Regions from separate parts of the Mus musculus genome. Here region 2 is linked to region 1. Evidence: chromatin contacts called from public HiChIP or PLAC-seq data. All regions are on one chromosome and are shown on one strand. The core of a region is the stretch at or near the end of the contact, and the rest is flanking DNA. Distances in the headings are between cores, read along the strand shown.

Region 1 (3,678 bases), core at 336-2,835:
TCTGCCTCCCAAGTGCTGGGATTAAAGGCGTGGGCCATCATTGCCCCGCATGCATTTGACCTCTAAGTAAACAAAATTTAGAGTCTAGGATTTTTCAACAGCGGTGGCCATCGTTAAGTCCCGTTTGTACCGTGGTCAATAGCGCTGGATTCTCTTCCGGGGTCAGGGTCTGATTCCCAGCACCCATGTAGTGGTTCATAAACCTGTCTAATACCAGTCTTAGTCGACTGATGTCCTTTTTTGCGCGCTCCCAGGACACTGCACACATGTGTAGTACACAGACTGTATGCAGGCAAAACACCCCGATGTATAAAAAAGGAATTTAAAGAAATGTTTATTCAGATTAAGAGATTAGTCTCTGTGACTGCAACCAAGATTTTACAGACATCTCAAGCATAGATGTTTCTTTAGGTTTTTGATGATTTCAGACCAGTCTGCATCTGGTATTTTTGTTATTATTATTATTTTGGTTATTGTTTTGCTTTTTTGTTAATTTGTTTGGCAGGGTGGGGCTGGAAGTGAGAGCAGTCAGAGGTGCTGAGTAGATCAGAGGACTACTTAAGAGGATTTGGTTCGGTTCTCTCTACGCTCCTTGAGAGCGCTGTGGGAACTGAATTTATATCAAGCACACAGGCAGCTGAGTGACCTGGTGAGTTTTTGAACGGGAAGGAAAGAAATAGGTGGAGCCGTTGGAAATGGAGAGAGATCTCTGAATCATATATCGGCGTCAAAAGGTGTGCACTTTTACGAGCCATGTAACCCCAGTTAAATAACTTATGCTCTACGAGTCCTTAGTTCTCTCATCTGTAAAACGGGATGTTTGGACCTCAAGCCACCGTTTTAATTTCCCTTCTAGCTCAGCATTCTGAATCCAGGAGTTCGTTGATTTAGGATACATCTGCTCTGTTGTACGTGCTCTAAAAATGAGGATAGAATCCTTTGAACGATGGCTGGAGAAAACCTACAACAGAGATAAAAAGGTAAAAGCAAGGGCAATGGGGGAGGAAGGGGGAAGAGGAGGATGTGAAGGAAGGAGCGGAAAAGATGCTTACAACTGCATAAAGATAAGAGATGCAAATATGCTATATGCAAATAACTCAAAAAATTCAGTTGTCTGAAGAAGCAAGAATAAGACATTGGCCAGGACATCATATCTCGCTTTTAATTGCGTACACATAACTCTCATCTCTCGAAACCTTGGAAGCAAAAAAAAAAAAAAAAAGTAGGAAAAAAATGAAAACGCAAATATATAAATATCTATCTCTCTCTATATAGATGTATATATATCTATATCTCTCACTAGATAGATCTCTCATCTATAGATATGTAGATAGATAAATAGTGCCAGAAGCAGTTTGAAAAGACAGTCTCTGAAAACAAGCGGGTTCCATGGCATGCGGTATGGCGGGGTAGCACAGGAAATCACGCCCCTGCCCCAGCCGCGGCTTAATCCTGCACACAAAGGAACGAGTTAGCGCCTCGGAACCGCCGCGGACCTTCGGCGGGGTCCCCCGTCACCAGCAGCGGGCCGCTGCGCCCTGGTCTCCGCCCCTCGGAAGTGACGTAGGGCGCCCCGCCCCCACCGCCAGATCCGCTGCTGCTGCCTCGGCGGGCCGACCTGCAGGAGGCGGCGGCGGCGGCGGCCGAGGCCGAGGGAAGATGGCGGACGGTGTGGACCACATAGACATTTACGCGGATGTGGGTGAAGAGTTCAACCAGGTACGTGAGGGTCCGGGCTCCGCCGCCGCCGCCGCCGCAGACTGTGCCGCGGCCCGGACGCCCGGCTGACCAGGGCCGCCGCGGGCCGCGAGCCGGCTTCGCTGCAGACCGTGCGCCCTTGGCGCCTCCGGGCCGCGCCGCCGTGCGCGACGGCCCCTCAGCCCTTGTTCTCGCGCGTCGTTTTGCGGGCCGCGGGGCTCTGGAGCGCGGGGCCCGGTCGCCCTGCAGCCGCCCGCCCGGTTCCTCCGGACGGTCTCCCGCTCCATTGTTGGCTCGGTGGCGGGCGCTTCCCGCCGAGCTAGGCCGCGTGTGCGGGGCGGGGAGAACGGGCCGCCGCGCCCCCTCCCCCGCGGCCGGCCAGAGGGGAAGCCCTGGCCCGGCCGCGCGCTCGCCCGCCGCCTCCATCCCGGCCCTGCCGCCTCGGGTTCCGATTCCTCCTCCCGCCGCTCCATTTTGTGTCTCTGTCCGCGCACGGTCGCCTCATGGAAGGCCGCGTTCACAGCCCTTTGTATCCCGCGCGCCCGCTCTCCCTGGGCTCCCGCTCGCCTTTGCGACGGGTTTCGGCGTGGCGCCCGGTTCCTTGCTCGCCGGTCCCCTTAAGGGAAGGCTGCTTAGGTTTGGTTCCATCCGCAACAAGTCATCTGACTTTTGGAGCCACCGATCGCATTTAAAAGTCGGTGCGTCGGCCCGCCTTGGTCATCGAGGGTTTGCAGTGCCTCCGAGGCCCAGTCCTTGGCCTTTGTGAAGCGAAATATCGGAGAGGATAAATGGCTTGCGCCAAAGACTTGGGAGCGCGGTGGCTGGACAGAACAAAAAAGATGGTGGTATCCTAGCTTAACAGACCGGAGAGACTGAAAGGGAGACCGGCCACTCGGAATCGGAATCCTGGGTAGCGTGCCTGACAAGTCGTTGTGAACGTGACTGTAGTTTGAAAGCGAAGTGTTTGCCCTGTGGGCTCGACTTCACGGTTTGAAAGGCTGGAGAAAGTGAGACGTGTAAGGTTTTCCGGTCTCACCCGCCTGGGATGCCTAGAACCAGCGTCTCATGATGAATAAATATCCTTGGAAGGGTCTGCTTGCCAGGGTTTGGATCGTCTAGCCTCTTACTGCCCTCTAAATATTTTTTTTTTTTTAGTGCATTTCCTATATTCACGGTTTTCAAATTTACACCCCACCATATTAAAAAATTCTAAGGTACGGATGAGAACCTGAATAAAATGCCATTGGTTTGTATGGCGTTTTCCCTCCATTGTTTATGACTAGGGATATAAGACTTGAACGAAACAGTGAAAACTCTTAAATCCTTACTGCTTCGTTTTTCAAGAATGACTGTGCTTTTGGCTTAAATGTTAGAAAAGAAAAGCAAATTGTCGTAGGATTTTAATTACTGCTGACAGAGTTTCTCTGTGTAGCCCTGGCTGTTCTGGAACTCATTCTGTAGTCGAGGCTGGCCTCGAACTCAGAGAGATCCGCCTGCCTCTGCCTCTGCCTCTGCCTTCCGAGTGCCTGGAGAGGTTAAACTTTTTTGACCTCAACGAGGAACTACTTTGTAGGCCTCTTTTTTATAACTGTAGCTTTTCGTTGACTTGGTACTTTTAGCATTGTATCTAATACGTGGTTGTGTACTTTTACAAGTAAAATCTTTGTAGGTTTAAGTAGATTAATTGGGAGATTTAAGTAACTTTTCCCAAAATACCTTGTTTGCAGCTCTGGATACTGAATGAACCCAGGGCTTTGCACATCTGGCTAAGCATTCGACCCTGAGCTATAGCCTCGCTCCGGAGGCATTACTTGTTACTGTTTTCTTCGTATAATTGACTTTTATGATTTGCTTGCTCTGAATTTTGAACAAGAAAAGTAGCCACAGAAAGGTTGCCAGTTATCTTAAGATTTGTTATATTTTCTGTGTTACTGTCATTGATTACCCTATCATTCTGAGATTCTACCAGAATTAAAAGCA
Region 2 (3,678 bases), core at 513-3,012, 2.0 Mb after region 1:
GAAACACTTCGGAAATATGTGGTTGTCAGCTTGTTACTATTCACTTGGACAAAATAACTCCCAATGAACCTCAGCCTCCTGAGTTCTGGGATTAATAACATGCGCCACCACATCTAGTGAGATCTTTGTTTTGATACTGGGGCTGGGAAGATGGCACTGTGGATAAAGTGCTTTCTGTAGAAGCCTGAGAACAGGATTTGAATCCCCAGAACCACATGGGACTGGCACAATAGTACCCATGTATAAAAGGTGAAATCAGTCCCAAGACTCGGATTATCTGAGAATAGGATGGTCTGCTGTATAAATGAATGGACAGGATACACACCCTTGAAATTGTAGAGGAATTTTAATCCAGCAAGATGGCTCCTCTAGCAAGGGATTACATCCAAAGACCTAGATCTTTATGATCTGGCTAGATCGCAGACAGGCCACATCCCTTTAACCCCTCTGCCTGGAACACGGATACAACCTGAGTACAGTCCTTTAAGGTCAAATTCGTTTTTAGAAGGAAGGAGCCAGGTGTGAAAGTGATGTCTAATTGAGGGCCAGACAAAGTAACAAAGATCGAAAGATTTGACAGAATGAGTCAGAGACAGAATGCATCTTACAAGGACAGCACAGGAAAGAGAAGCTATTTTAAGAGCCCCAGTGCAGGGAGAGACAGCTAGTCAGAGGTGGGAGGCAGTGCCAGGAGTGCGGTGCAGTTGCAGTTGAGTTCGGGTTGTGGTTTTTGTTTGTTTCAAGTCTATGAAGTTCATTGCAGGTGAGCAGAGTCAACTAAAGCCAGAGAACAAGAAGGAGCCAGGTGATTAGAACAAAATGCCAGAGTTGTTTGAGGCTAGGCAGAACAATTCAATGGGAACTTGAGAGAAGCCAGATTGAATCAGGCAGCTTGGTGAGGAGTTTGAGCCAGAACAGCTAGGTTGAACCAGACAGCCAGAGTTCTAGAAAGAACTATAAAGGGTGAGCTTATTCAACAGTGAGCCCTACAAGAGGACAATACATCAGACGAATAAGTTACTTTTACAGATAGAGTGGATGGGGACAGACACTTCCACAATGTGTGTTAGAACAGTAATTATACAAAAGCTCAACCGTGGGAACTATATTTATGTTTACATACCGCAGTACCAGTTGAGTCTGGCCCAGGTTAAGAGCCAAGCCATTGTTTTAAGCTACTTTCTAAGTAATTTCGCTTCTAACGATAAACTCCTACGTCGTCCACACCCTATCGCCTGGTATGAATGCTTCATAAGTTACAACCCATTACTGGCTCTAAATTCACTCGCAGTTCATTATTCCATCAATGGCAGGTTTTAGTGACCCACACCACCCTTACTGGTGACATTTTTTTTTTCAAGTCTAGGCTGTCCACAAATCCCAAGACCTAATTTGTCCTAACGTCTATTTTGGAGGTGCTTTAGAAACAGCACTCCGACCCGCAAAGAGACACTAAGCAAACTCAAGCCGGGTTTCCGCCTCGACGAGTCACGTGAGCGGAGCAGGGCTGCTGCGCATGCGTACACGGAGGGAGTCGCGGAGAGACCAGAGCGACTCCCGGGGCAGCGGGGTGGGGACGTAAAGGCGCTCGCCCGCGCTGTTCCCAGCCTTGGTTCGCTTGCCCGGGCAGCGTACGGCAGAGGTGGAGCTGGGGCAGACTTGGAGCAGGGGCCCAGGGGGCGGAGCGCGCCGTGCGGGGGCGGAGCTCGGGGGGGGGGTCCGAGGGCGGGGAGGGGCGGGGCTCCGCGGTGCTGGCCGCTCATTGGCCACCGGTCGTTTGTGCTCCTTCCGGGTCCCTCTAGGTGGGAGCTGCCGGCCTCCCTGCTGGCCTGGCGGGTCCTCTGTGCATCCTCCCTGCACCTTCTTTTTCCAAGGGCGGCGTTAACCTCCCCGGGTCGAGCCGGAGCGCTGCGCCTGCAGCAGTGACTAGACGTTTTGGATTTACGATTCTATTTTGTCGTTCGGTTGGTGGAAGATGTTGGTATTTCTCTATGCCTCTAAAGGAGTATTGTTGCAAGAAACTTGAATGACTTGGTTCATCTGAAATGCTATCTATTCCCCCCCCTCAGGTGCTCGTAGCTCTATTTTCCATGACAGATAGTGACGACACTACGTGCAAAAGGTATATAAAGATGATTACCAATATAGTAATACTGAGCCTGATCATTTGCATTTCCCTAGCGTTCTGGATTATGTCAATGACTGCTAGCACCTATTATGGTAAGTAAAAGTGTTTTAAGTTTTGCTAGAAGTTAATGGGTGGAATTTTAAACTACGACTTCAAAATCCAAAAAATATGTAAATGGTTAAGAACAGTTATGTTCACTGCCGAAACCTGAATCTGGTTTGCTACGGTGATAAGATAAACAATGTCTAGAGAACTTTACAGCCTTCCATGATGTTTCTTGTGCTGATATTTAATGATACCTATCACAAAACGCATGTCTCAAATAATTACTTCTGTTTACCTTAGTTGGGGGGGGGGGAGACATAAAAGGTAGTTTTGTGAAACAATTTGGGGGATGCTTATCTTTTTAAGATTTGCCATGGTGTAGCGGTTTCATAATCCCGTGAGAATAACAAAGGAGGTACAGTCTTTTCATTTGCAAGTTGAAGAATTTGTCACTTCACACAAATAGATAGGTCTCGTGCAGACACTGTCCTCTTGCTCGTCCGGTTTGATCATCACCGTACCCTGCAGCCACTTGGTCTTTCCATTGGCTTCTTGGTACATCTTTGCTCTCATGAAGCCAAATCTTGCTGTCTTAGCTCCTACTACTGCTCCTGCTACTGAATTCTTCCTGATCCCTGTCTCAGCCTCCAGAGTATTGGGATTACAACCTCCAACCATCGTATATGACTTTACAGGACACTTCAACATAAGACAAGACTTTACGGACTTTTCTCCCTTAGTATATATTAATTGTACAAGCTGATGGATTTCATTTTGGCATTAATATATTCGGATTATATACCTTGGTCCTGTGATGGTTCTAAAGGATTATTTTGGATTTGGCTCTTAGAGTGGGGGGGGGGGTTAAATCCAGGGTTTTGCATATACTGTGCACCCATGCATGTGTTCAGAGGCTGCTCCATATCCAACTCTTGTTTGTTGCCTGTTTGGGTTGTTTTGTTTTAAGACAAGGCCCCAGCTTGTAGCCCTGGGTGATCTCAAATTCAAATCCTCTGGTCTCAGGCTCCTATGTTCTGGAATTATGTGGGCCAACATTCCAGTGAGATCTGTAACATTTCAAAACGGGGACTTGAGGTAGTGACTCTGGGTTGGGTGTGCTTGCTGTGCAAGCTTGGGGACCTGAGTCTGAATCTCCTGAACCCACATGAGGCTGGGCCCAGTAGAACGCATTTATAATTCCAGTGCTCCTAGGCAGGAGGAGGCATAGGAGAACCCCCAGGAACTCTTGGGCCAACTCAAAGTTATTCTGACTTCTACATACATGTTATCTATACACACACACACACACAAATACATATACACTCGGGCACACACATCACACATAAACATGCACACACACTGGTTTTTTTGTTTTGTTTTTGTTTTTCTGAGACAGACTGTCACTACATAGACAAGGCTGGCCTAGAACTTAAAGAGATCTGCTGGGATTAAAGGGCGTGAATGCACCACAACACTTGACACACACACAGATTTTAAGTTTTGAA

What was found. HiChIP or PLAC-seq counts read pairs in DNA pulled down with a chosen protein or histone mark.
Region 2: a contact with region 1 is called in an H3K27ac HiChIP or PLAC-seq map of acute myeloid leukemia, with 10 times the contacts expected there. The contact joins the promoter of Tmem19 here to the promoter of Cpsf6 in region 1. A contact is called at or near these places in 3 of 39 promoter capture datasets (embryonic stem cells, liver and second pharyngeal arch cranial neural crest), 2 of 115 datasets of contacts at active chromatin or transcription factors (acute myeloid leukemia and embryonic stem cells) and 1 of 9 other capture datasets (adipose tissue).

The regions. Positions count from the first base shown.
Region 1 is chr10:117,374,880-117,378,557 of GRCm38.p6, reverse strand. It overlaps Cpsf6 (cleavage and polyadenylation specific factor 6), which reads left to right and starts at 1,585. Exons shown (of 10, transcript NM_001013391.2): 1 at 1,585-1,719. The coding sequence starts at 1,660.
Region 2 is chr10:115,360,351-115,364,028 of GRCm38.p6, reverse strand. Tmem19 (transmembrane protein 19) reads left to right here and starts at 1,762. Exons shown (of 7, transcript NM_133683.4): 1 at 1,762-1,977; 2 at 2,070-2,220. The coding sequence starts at 2,091.